3 separate regions of the Sus scrofa genome follow, and all the other regions are linked to region 1. Evidence: chromatin contacts called from public HiChIP or PLAC-seq data. All regions are on one chromosome and are shown on one strand. Each heading gives the region's core, a stretch centred on a gene start, on an enhancer-like site or on the middle of the called end of the contact. The rest is flanking DNA. Distances are from core to core; before and after follow the strand shown.

Evidence for each region. HiChIP or PLAC-seq counts read pairs in DNA pulled down with a chosen protein or histone mark.
Region 2: a contact with region 1 is called in an H3K27ac HiChIP or PLAC-seq map of alveolar macrophages. The contact joins two enhancer-like sites.
Region 3: an H3K27ac HiChIP or PLAC-seq map of alveolar macrophages shows a contact between it and region 1. The contact joins two enhancer-like sites. A contact is called at or near these places in 2 of 2 datasets of contacts at active chromatin or transcription factors (alveolar macrophages and skeletal muscle).

Annotation. Positions count from the first base shown.
Region 1 is chr1:29,695,282-29,698,626 of Sscrofa11.1, forward strand. It overlaps a transcript of SGK1 not described here. Among named protein-coding and RNA genes, the nearest start is that of SGK1, 51 kb to the right of the region's middle. Within about 2 kb of position 2,075, at least 20 of the 83 cell types and tissues checked have an H3K27ac peak or open chromatin away from gene starts, as enhancers often do. A contact at or near this core is called in alveolar macrophages, where this site is marked.
Region 2 is chr1:29,167,926-29,171,067 of Sscrofa11.1, forward strand. No RefSeq gene overlaps it. Among named protein-coding and RNA genes, the nearest start is that of ALDH8A1, 110 kb to the left of the region's middle. Within about 2 kb of position 1,851, at least 3 of the 83 cell types and tissues checked have an H3K27ac peak or open chromatin away from gene starts, as enhancers often do. A contact at or near this core is called in alveolar macrophages, where this site is marked.
Region 3 is chr1:29,150,716-29,154,170 of Sscrofa11.1, forward strand. No RefSeq gene overlaps it. Among named protein-coding and RNA genes, the nearest start is that of ALDH8A1, 92 kb to the left of the region's middle. Within about 2 kb of position 1,481, at least 18 of the 83 cell types and tissues checked have an H3K27ac peak or open chromatin away from gene starts, as enhancers often do. A contact at or near this core is called in alveolar macrophages, where this site is marked.

The sequences.
Region 1 (3,345 bases), core at 825-3,324:
ATTCAATACCTTATCATAACCTATAATGGAGAAGAATCTGAAAAAGAATGCATACATATAAACAGAATCACTTTTCTGTACACCTGAAGCTAACACAAATTGTAGATCAGCTATACTTCAAAAAAAAAAAGTGAAGGATGAGTAAGTTGGTGAGGCAAGGAAAGGTGGGGAAGAGAAACTCAGGCAGATGAGACAAATAACCAAAGGCCTGGAGAACTGAAGTGACTTTGTAAATTTGGAGCAAGAAAAGTGAAGCTGAACTGGGCTACAAAGGGTTCAGATCCTTAAGGCTTTTCACAAGGCATTTAAAATAATTTATAAGTATCCTCAGGAAACAAAGATCTATTGAAATGTTTCCATCACAACAGTGTTATCATTCGGCATAAAGAATGGAAAGAGAGAGTCAAATTCCAGAAATTCTTCCACTGAAGATTTATGGCTTTGGATTAAGGTTTATGGCTCTGACCCTGTTGCGAATAAATATGCTTGAGACTTAATACAATAAGCTGGATTCTTGTTTTGCAAAGAAAAACACAGACTCCAGATTTGGAAAGGGGTAACATTAACCAAATTACTAAAACTTCCCTCCCTAGTAAAATGGCGGTGGGGGGGGGATAAAAAAAAGGAATCGGAAACTGTAAACAAACTTGGTCCTTTGCCAAGCTTGTCCTTGTTTAATAGTGACGGAAGTGAAAAGGTAAAATTAAGATGTGGGAGAACGAAGGCATTTCCAAGAGGAGGGTCCCTGGGGGAGAGGGGAACCGGGAGAAAGAGAAGAGATACGGGTGGTCACAGGCTTTGCGCCATTTTGGGTTTGACTTGAGGACTCTTGCTGCGTCTTGCAGAGGCAGCGCCTACGTGGATCAGTCAAGGAGGTCTCTCTGTTTGGGATTGATTGTACATGAGTAAGCAAAAAGCTGTCAAAGGCCAAGGAGAGTAGACGTTTGTAAAATGCCTCTGCATGGGCGTCATCAGTCTTTGCATGGGAGATGACACCACTGACCTTGTACCCACGTTGCGTGTGGTTCCTAGCATTAAAGACTGGATTTGTACAGATCCGTTCATACCCTCTTGCCTCATCTCGGGGAAGACGAGTAGGACAAATTTTCAGTAGACTTCGAGGGTTAATCTGACTGACCTTCTCTGGGCTTAAACAAGGGGCCTTGGTCTTTCAGCACAATGTTCTAATCGGTTACACGAATCAGATCAATGGTTTGCCATACACACAAGGAGAAGAAAATAACAGAGTTTGAAGAAATGTTTTTTTCCCCCCCTCGGTGATTTGTAACCACTGAAGAATGTGAAAGTTCCAATTTTCTTCATAATTGAAATCATAACAGCTGTGAGAACTTGATATTTATCAAAGATGCGAGGAGGAGCCATACGGCTTTATTTCATGGATTAAGTCTAAAAGCTGTATGTATGTTCACGAAGTCACATAATGGATTGGTAATGGTTACTAAGGATGATAATATTTATTTAGACAAGTCAGAAATACCAAGTACAAAAGATGTTTGAAGCAGAAATGGCATAGACTGTTTCACGAAGGCACAGGCTGGAATTATCTATAATTTCAGTGAATGGCATAAATTCGATGACATAAAGTTGGCCCTGGCTTTCATTTTCACGGGAAGGACAGCTTGTAAATCATCGACATGACTCATGAGTCCCGTGGATGGTGCATCCATCCAGCACCTGTTTTCTCAATCAGTCAAGTTATATTCGGATGCAAATACAAATAACCGTGGTATTATTAACCTCGGCCACCGAAATTAACCTTTCAGTACTGGGAGGATGTGCAAATTTAAGCTAGTCGGGGTCATTTCCTCCTGGTGGCATACACTTAATTAATTTAAAAAAAAAAAAAAAGTGCTATTTCTTTTTATGGAGCCTCTCAGGGGTGAATGCCATTTTCAGGTTCCGTGTTTGTGGCTTTGTGTGGGCCATAGATAGGTAAATTTTACAAAAGGCCACAGCAGATGTGACTTTGAATTGAGGTCACATGACCAACAGCAGCATGTCACCCTAACCTCACTGTGGGGAAATCCAGGCTTCTCAGTAGCCACACAGGATGTCTGATCAAAAGAGGGATTTTCCCCTCTGCTCTGGAACATACTACTTCCTTCCCCTCCATCAACTCTACCATACAAAAATCTTCTCGAAACAGTTAACGATTTTCCCTGTCGTGACTATATTGTGGAGGCTGGGGCATAGGGACTGAGGGTGGGTGTTGAAAGGCTGGGGTAGAGAAGGGACAGGAAGAACAAGACCCCCTGAGCACTCTGGTCAGCCCATCACATCTCTGGGCATACTACTTGATAGGGACCGATGAAAAAGAAATGATTGCTGGCCCATGTAGATATCAAGCATGGTTTTTGGCGTTGGAACTCAGTTCAGAGCCCAGCACTCACACTTACCAACTGTAACCAAGTGTCTCCATCTATAAAATGGACACTAGCACAAACTGAACAGGGTTGCTGTACAGTTTCAAGGAGAGAATATATAGACAATGACTATATGTCTCTCTGCTTCCATCCCCAACCCCTCCCAAGTTCCCCAAGCCTAAAAGAAACCAAACAGGTCCACACCGTGAGAAGCCCATGGTGATTCTGAATCATGTGTCATGTGCTCCATCTCCTACTTCTCTTCACCTCATACTGTGTGTCCGTAGGATGTACTACACATATTAATCACAAGCCTGTGTCTTGTGTCTTTGTTTGGCAAAAAGAGAATTGAAAGAGGAAGTGGAGGTTGCAAAGCAAGTACCTTATTGAATGAGCTTGCATCAGTGTAACTTTAGTAAAACAAGTGAGCTTTTACTGCTCAAGGGATTTTGGCCACCTATTTCTAGTCTCATTTCCAAATCTCTTGAACAAAACCAGTGGGAAAACTGGAGGAAAGATCTTCGATTTTGCCTTTCTCTGTTGCAAATCTTTTAGTATTCCCACCCCCAACTCTTAAGGTTAGATCTCCCCTAAATACGTACCATGGACAAAAACATAGACGATTTGCTCAATCCACACTCTGTCCTGGAATGTTCTCTCCGAAAAATAATTCCACTGACATTTTTTTCTTGTTGAAAAAAATTGCAGGGAGTTCCCATTGTGGCGCAGCAGAAACACATCCAACTAGTATCCATGAGGATGCGGATTCGATCCCTGGCCTCCCTTAGTGGGTTAAGGATCCAGCACTGCTGTGAACTGTGGTGTAGGCTGCAGACATGGTTCAGATCCTGTGTGGCTGTGGCTGTGGTGTAGGCCAGCAGCTGCAGCTGTAATTTGACCTCTAGCCTGGAACTTCCATACGCCGTGAGTGCGGCCCTAAAAAGACCAAAAAAAAAAAAAA
Region 2 (3,142 bases), core at 601-3,100, 530 kb before region 1:
CTTAATACCATCTCAACAGGGACAGAATGTAAATATGAGTGCAAGGTACAAATGAAACCTTTTCTTCTTAAGATGAAGAATTTTCAAGACATGTCATCAATTATTTCTGTGAAACACCACCACATAAAAAACTGTTTCCACAACATGATTTGAAGAAAGAGATTTATTTATAGGTTACTAGAGCTTAGGATCTGGCTGGACGATTCATCTTTTCACAACAGATTTTCAGAACACTCTGTTAAATTTTGAGTTTCTTCGCATCCACAGAGGGAGGATCCAGCCAACTTTTTTTTGGTTTGTTTTTTGGTCTTTTGTCTTTTAGGCTCATGTGCATGGCATATGGAGGTTCCCAGGCTGGGGGTTCTATCGGAGTTGCAACCACCAGCCACCACCACAGCCATAGGAACACAGGATCTAAGCCACATCTGCGAACTATACCACAGCTCACAGCAATGCCAGATCCTTAACCCACTGAGTGAGGCCAGGGGTCAAACCCATGTCCTCATTGGATACTGGTCGGGTTCGTTAACCACTGAGCCATGACGGGAACTCCAGTCAACTTTATATTTGCTTTGTAAAAGTCTCTCCATCATGCACAGCTTTTCTAGAGCATAAATCTCATAATACTTCCTATGCCTCCCGTGTAACATTAAATGAAACAATTGAAAGCAGTGTCAAGGGAAAGTAAAAAAATTGTTTAAATTCTCCTTAAAAAAAAAAAAATGGCCAAGACCAGAGCTTGTCTTGCCTGGTGTAACAACAGCCAGTGTTTTTTTTTGTGGCTTACAGTGGACTAAGCCACATATGAAGCCATTTGATCCTAGCGGCAACCCTGAGAGATTGGCACCGTTTCTTTCCCTGTTTTACAGATGAGACCTATAGGCATGGAGGTCAGGTAAAGTGCCCAAGGTCTCAACTGCTAGAAAGTGCAGTTTCAGAGTATGAACTTGGACAAGCTGGCTCCAGCGTTGGTGCTCTTGACTCTTCCCCTAGTTTCAGAGAAGTACCAGGGACAAAGCAGCTGGTTATCATGTGCCAGTTCCCTTCTACCTCTCATGTCTTGATTTATTTCTGTCCCTATCTCAGCCTTGTTGGAAATGAGAAGCAAGTTCTAGATAAAATGGGAGAATTAAAATGACACATAGTTACTCTTTGGTCAAGGGCTCTAGTGTGGGAGTGTCCTGGGGGCTGAAGGCTGGGAGAAGGTGAAGGCAGAAAACAGGAAGCTATTTAAGTCAGACATCAGCCCCCATTATGATAATAAAAGTGTGAGCCCTCTCACTTTAATATCTAATAGGCCTGCTTCTTAGCTTATCAATTTATCTCTGACTTACCTCAAAGTTCACCCTGGTGAGAGTAGGGGTGAAGGATACAATGATTAGGGGGTGGGGAAGGGGGTGGAGGGAGAGGGATGGCTAGAAGAATAGAATTGACATATGATATCAGGATAAATTCAGATCAGGTAGGTCAAGAACAGATGTGGGAGGAGTTCCTGTCGTGGCTCAGTGGTTAACGAATCCTCCTAGGAACCATGAGGTTGTGGGTTCGATCCCTGGCCTTGCTCAGTGGGTTAAGGATCCGGCGTTGCTGTGAGCTGTGGTGTAGGCTGGTGGCTACAGCTCCGATTCGACCCCTAGCCTGGGAACCTCCATATGCCGCAAGAGTGGCCCAATAAAAGGCAAAAAGCCAAAAAAAAAAAAAGAACAGATGTGGGAAATCTAGGTGGAATGGCAGAACTAAAGAAAGCCTTTTTTTTTTTTTTTTAGATTTAAGGAAGTTGGACTACCACTGATAAGACTTGAGATCATCCTCATTTTTGTAGGAGTAGAAATGTGTGAGAGAAGCACGAGGTCAGGGTGAATGTCCTGGGTGTCAGAAAGGAGAGCGAGTGGGCGACTGGCATTGATCTGGAGCCAGGCTTGCATCAGCAATCTGCTAAGGGCCAAAAGGGCTGCAGCCAGAAAGGCATTTCCTAAGACAGGGTTTTTGAACTTCGCTGTGCACCGAAGGGCCGAGAGCCAAGAGAGAAATCACCTCACCAAAATAAGGCTTCCAGATATACCCAGGCCAGTCAGTGGATATGTGAGCCTTGCACTCAGAACCCACCTCACCTGAATCCCCTTGGAAGCATAGCCAGCCCCTTTGGAAGGCCTCCTTGCCTTGTGGCTGCAGGAGTGTTCAGTTCCATCCTGGACTCTGAGTGCAAAGTAGTGGCAGGTGTGTTACTTTTTGTTACTTGCACAGCAAGAGGGGACTTCTCTGCCTCTATGTGTCCTGGACATGTTACCGGCCTCTCACCTCCCTTTATGTCAAAAAGGAAATTTTTATCACTTGCGAAGGCTATCACGTGACCTGCAAGATGGTGGCCGCCAATCTGACAAGGAGGCTTCCAAACAAGCTTAATATCATTGAGTAAAGAAAAAGAAATTGAATGTTTGTTTTATTTCTTCATTAATATCTACAATGTTTGCCTTGTGCCATTCGGGCTTTAAATAAATATACTTAGTGGTGGACATTTACGTCAGTCATTTTATATTCTCCTCAGAGGAGTTCTAGCCTATGAACGAGGCCAGAATAAAGGTCTACTTTATCTTTTTTTTTTTTCTTCCCTGACTGTCTCTGACCATTTCTGATCGCCTGAGATTTGCTATGATGTGCAAAGCCAGCTGTCAGTAATCCAGGTGTGCTTCATTTTAAGAGAAAGTCAAGGTTAGAATGTCTACCAAAGACTTGGCTTTAAAGGTATTCATGACAGTTCTGCTCCAAATAAAGCTTCTCTTTTGCTTTTGGAAACCATTGGCATGCGCTTTTCCAGGAACAAGCTTACTTGGATGCTACAGCTTGTCCTGAGGAGAGGGAGAATGTTCAGGACTTCAGAGGGCACTGGAAGGATGCCCTTTGTGGGGGCACCCTGTGGCTTAGACATAGAACCTCCACAGGTCAGCATTGTCCTCCCCAGCTTTCTGGCCAGACATTTCCATCCTGACAGGGGTGCCTCTGAGGTCTAGAATGGGAAAGAGGTGAGGTCAGCCAGAGGCCTGGTGTAGCACAAGAAACAGCCCAGCCTGGGGCTTTGGGTGTCCTGAGGACCAAACCCACCTCCACCACTGACTGACATTGGGAGCTTGGGTACCAGTTTTAA
Region 3 (3,455 bases), core at 231-2,730, 550 kb before region 1:
TTAGGCATATGGTAGTTCCCAGGCTAGGGGCAGAATCTGCGCTATAGCTGCCAGCCTACACGACATCCACAGCAACTCCAAATACTAGGCATGTCTACAACCTATGCAGAAGCTCATGGCAAGATCCTTAACTCATTGAGCAAGCCTAGGGATCTATCCTGTGTCTTTGTGGATAATAGTCAGGTTCATTACTGCTGAGCCTTGACAGTAACTCCTGTATTCTAATTCCTAACTGCCTTTTGGCAGCTCTTCCCATTTGCTTTCTTGGGCTCTTTCTTTTGGTGAATACAGTAGACTATTTGCTATTCTTTATCAAACCATGTACTTTCTTGACTCTGGACACTTGTTCTTGCTGTTCCCCCTGCCAATCATGCCATTCCCACCTCTCTTTACAAACCAAAGACCTACCTACCTTCAAAACTTAAGTCCAATGTTTTCTATTTTTTGAGCAGCTTTTTGTAATCTAAGCAAAATGATTTTTCCCCTTCCCTTTGAGCTTACTTGTAATAGAGCACTCGTCATATAAGAAAATTGTTTGTTGATGTATTTTGTTTTCTAACTCCAAAATTAGGATCCTAAGGGCAGGGGAACTAAGAGATTAGTAAATGGTTGAGAACACCAATGATGAGTGAATAGATGTACCTGTCTGAAATTAGCTCACATGCTTGTTCACAGAACTGTCTTGGGAAACACCCAGAATTATTTCAAAGGCAACAAAAGTGTCCTGGTTTGTTGGTAGGTGGGGAAATACAAGGGTTATATCAGCAAGGCTGAATGAAAAGCGTAGTCTGGATCTTCACAAGAAAGCATATTTCTTTGATTAAACACATCAATTGGCAAAAGCCCCCAATCATGGTTAAGAGTGTTATTTTGCTGAAAACTCAAATCAAGAAACACTCAAAGGAAAACAGCCATGATGGGTATCGTCCTTGAGGTGGATTTTTTTTTTTTTTCTTTTTGATTTTTAGGGCCGTACCCTTGGCATTTGGAAGTTCCCAGACTAGGGGTCGAGTCAGAGTTGCAGCCTATGCCCCAGCCACAGCAACATGGGATCCTTAACCCACTGAGCAAGGCCATGGATCAAACCCACATCCTTATGGGTACTAGTCAGGTTCATTACCACTGAGCCACAACAGGAACTCCAGTGGTGGATGATTCTTGATGGCTGTGTTGAAATTTTGGCTTAAGAGGAGAAAAATGCTAGTGGGCAAAGGAGTTAGGGGAGAGAGTTCCACGGGGAAATGCTGGGTTTTGGAAAACTCAGAGAAGAAAAGGATCCAGAGATATAGTCTTGGGAGATCTGGAACAGCAGAGATGGGCAAGTGGGACGTTTTTCATCCCCTTGGATGAGCTGAAGCACAGCTCCCCTAGAAAATTCTGATAAATTGCCACTAGATGACGCTGTTTCCTCATTAGGCAGATAGGATGTCACCAGGGTGGCCCCACTCCACAGAGGCAGGAGTGTCAGCCTCAGGGCCTAGGATCTGCTTCCAGCTCTGCTCTCTGCAGAACGAGGCCTGGAAGGAACGGACCTCTGAGGCTGGAGGGATCTTTCATTTGTAAAACAAACCAACAAACAAAATCCTGGACTGGGTCATTTCTAAGGTCTCTCCAATTACTTTTTAAATTTCTTTTTTTTTTTTTTAATTCAAACCTCAGTGACGCCTTTTATGTGAATAAACACTTTGTACAAACATATCAATTTTTATTTAACAAAATCTCATTTAGATACATAAACTCTGTACACCATGGCACACCTGTGTGGACTGGTATCCCTTCTGGGCCTAAACATTTCTCACGTTAAATCTTATTTCTGCCCTCAAAGAACTGTGGAGCTAGAAAGAATCTTAGAGGGTGCGCGTTTCTGTCCTTTAGTTTTCATATCTAATATCTAAGCATAAGCTTCTCTGGGGGGGCGGGGTAGAATCATATCTTGCCCATCGCCACCCCCTTTTAGGGGCCATAGTTCCGCAACTACGACTTGTGCTCCAGGGCTGTTCTGCCTTGCATTCTCTTATGCAGGCTATTTGATATCACATGTAGGTTTTGAAGCTCTATCAAAACGTACTTGACCACTGAATAAAATGAATGGCATGGAACACCTCTCTACTGGGTTTGAGCTACTTTTCTCGCCTACTCTTGGGACAGGATTCTACAAACAGTGCTTTGCTCTGTGTTTGGCTCAGATGGGTTCAGTTAGGTGGGGCTTAAACTCTAAGGCAAGAATATGGTGCTGGGTTGAATGCTGTAACTGTGTCTATCCCTTCCCCCCAACTCCAGAGGAAGTCCCCAACTCCAGAGGAAGTCCCCCAACTCCAGGTCTCTGCCTCGTGCTTATCCTTCCTGGAGCCCCCGTCATTTTCACGCACAGAAGGGCTGCTTTTCCTGGTGAGTCCTCAAGGTCATTGGTCTGCTGCTTCCTATAGTAATCGTAACAACAATTTATCTCCTGTAAACAAAACAGCATATCCTTAACCTACATACCACGGTTAAAATAGTATCCTAGTAGGACAAGAGTTGCTGACTGTGAAAGAAAATGGGCAAAAATAAGGGAAAAAGAAATAAGGTTTGAAAACTCAGATGTTTTATTCCATGTCTTATAGATGGCAGTGATATCTATTTCTGCCTGAAAAAGAGGATGGACTTCAATTTTGTTCTTCCATTTTCTTTATACAGCTTCATGAAGACAGTTTTTAGTAGGTATTTAAGAAAAAAGGACAAGCATGCAATGACTCCTGAATGTACTGATGACCCCCTAATGATCTCCCAGGGACCCAGAAATTCCTCTCACCAGATCAGTTCAGACCCCGTGTTCACAGTTAACAAGGTTTCATTAGGGCTGAAAAAAAAATTTGCCTTTGCTTCCAAACATGAGCTAAGCTCTGATAGGGCCCCAGCAGGGAACAGATTTCTCTTTTTATCTTTTTGCTTCCCTGGTGTGTAATCTTGTCTTTTGAAATAGTTGCAATCAGAACAAATTACCTAAAGAGTGGGGCAGGAAAAGATTTCACAGTCATTGTGGGTATTTTTTAGTTTTCTTTAACAATTGGTACCTTCCCTTAGTAATTGAAAATGAGCCAAGAAATCTGTGTGTACTTGGCAGTGTTTTTCTAAGTGTGTGGACGAGAGAGGAGGGCTTTTAAGGTGACACAGATTGCTTCAGCCAGGGCTAGGCAGCTCTGGAAAACCAGCCACCTGCCTTGTGTCCTGGTTCTCTGCCTTCACAGGGACCACAGGGAGTTTGGGGGACAGTTACTGCTAAGGTTGGAGGGGAGGCAGAGGTGGAAGGGTTGAGTGGCTAGTCCTTGGCTCATGTTTCAGAAGCAGAGTTTAGTGTGGTTAGTTCATCCCTCGCAATCCTGAAGAGAGGCTAATGAATGGTGTGCCTCTGAATCCACCCTTGATTTTTGGTTGGTGCTCCAGTCCCACTAGGACCTCAGGTCAGTGTCAGGAAG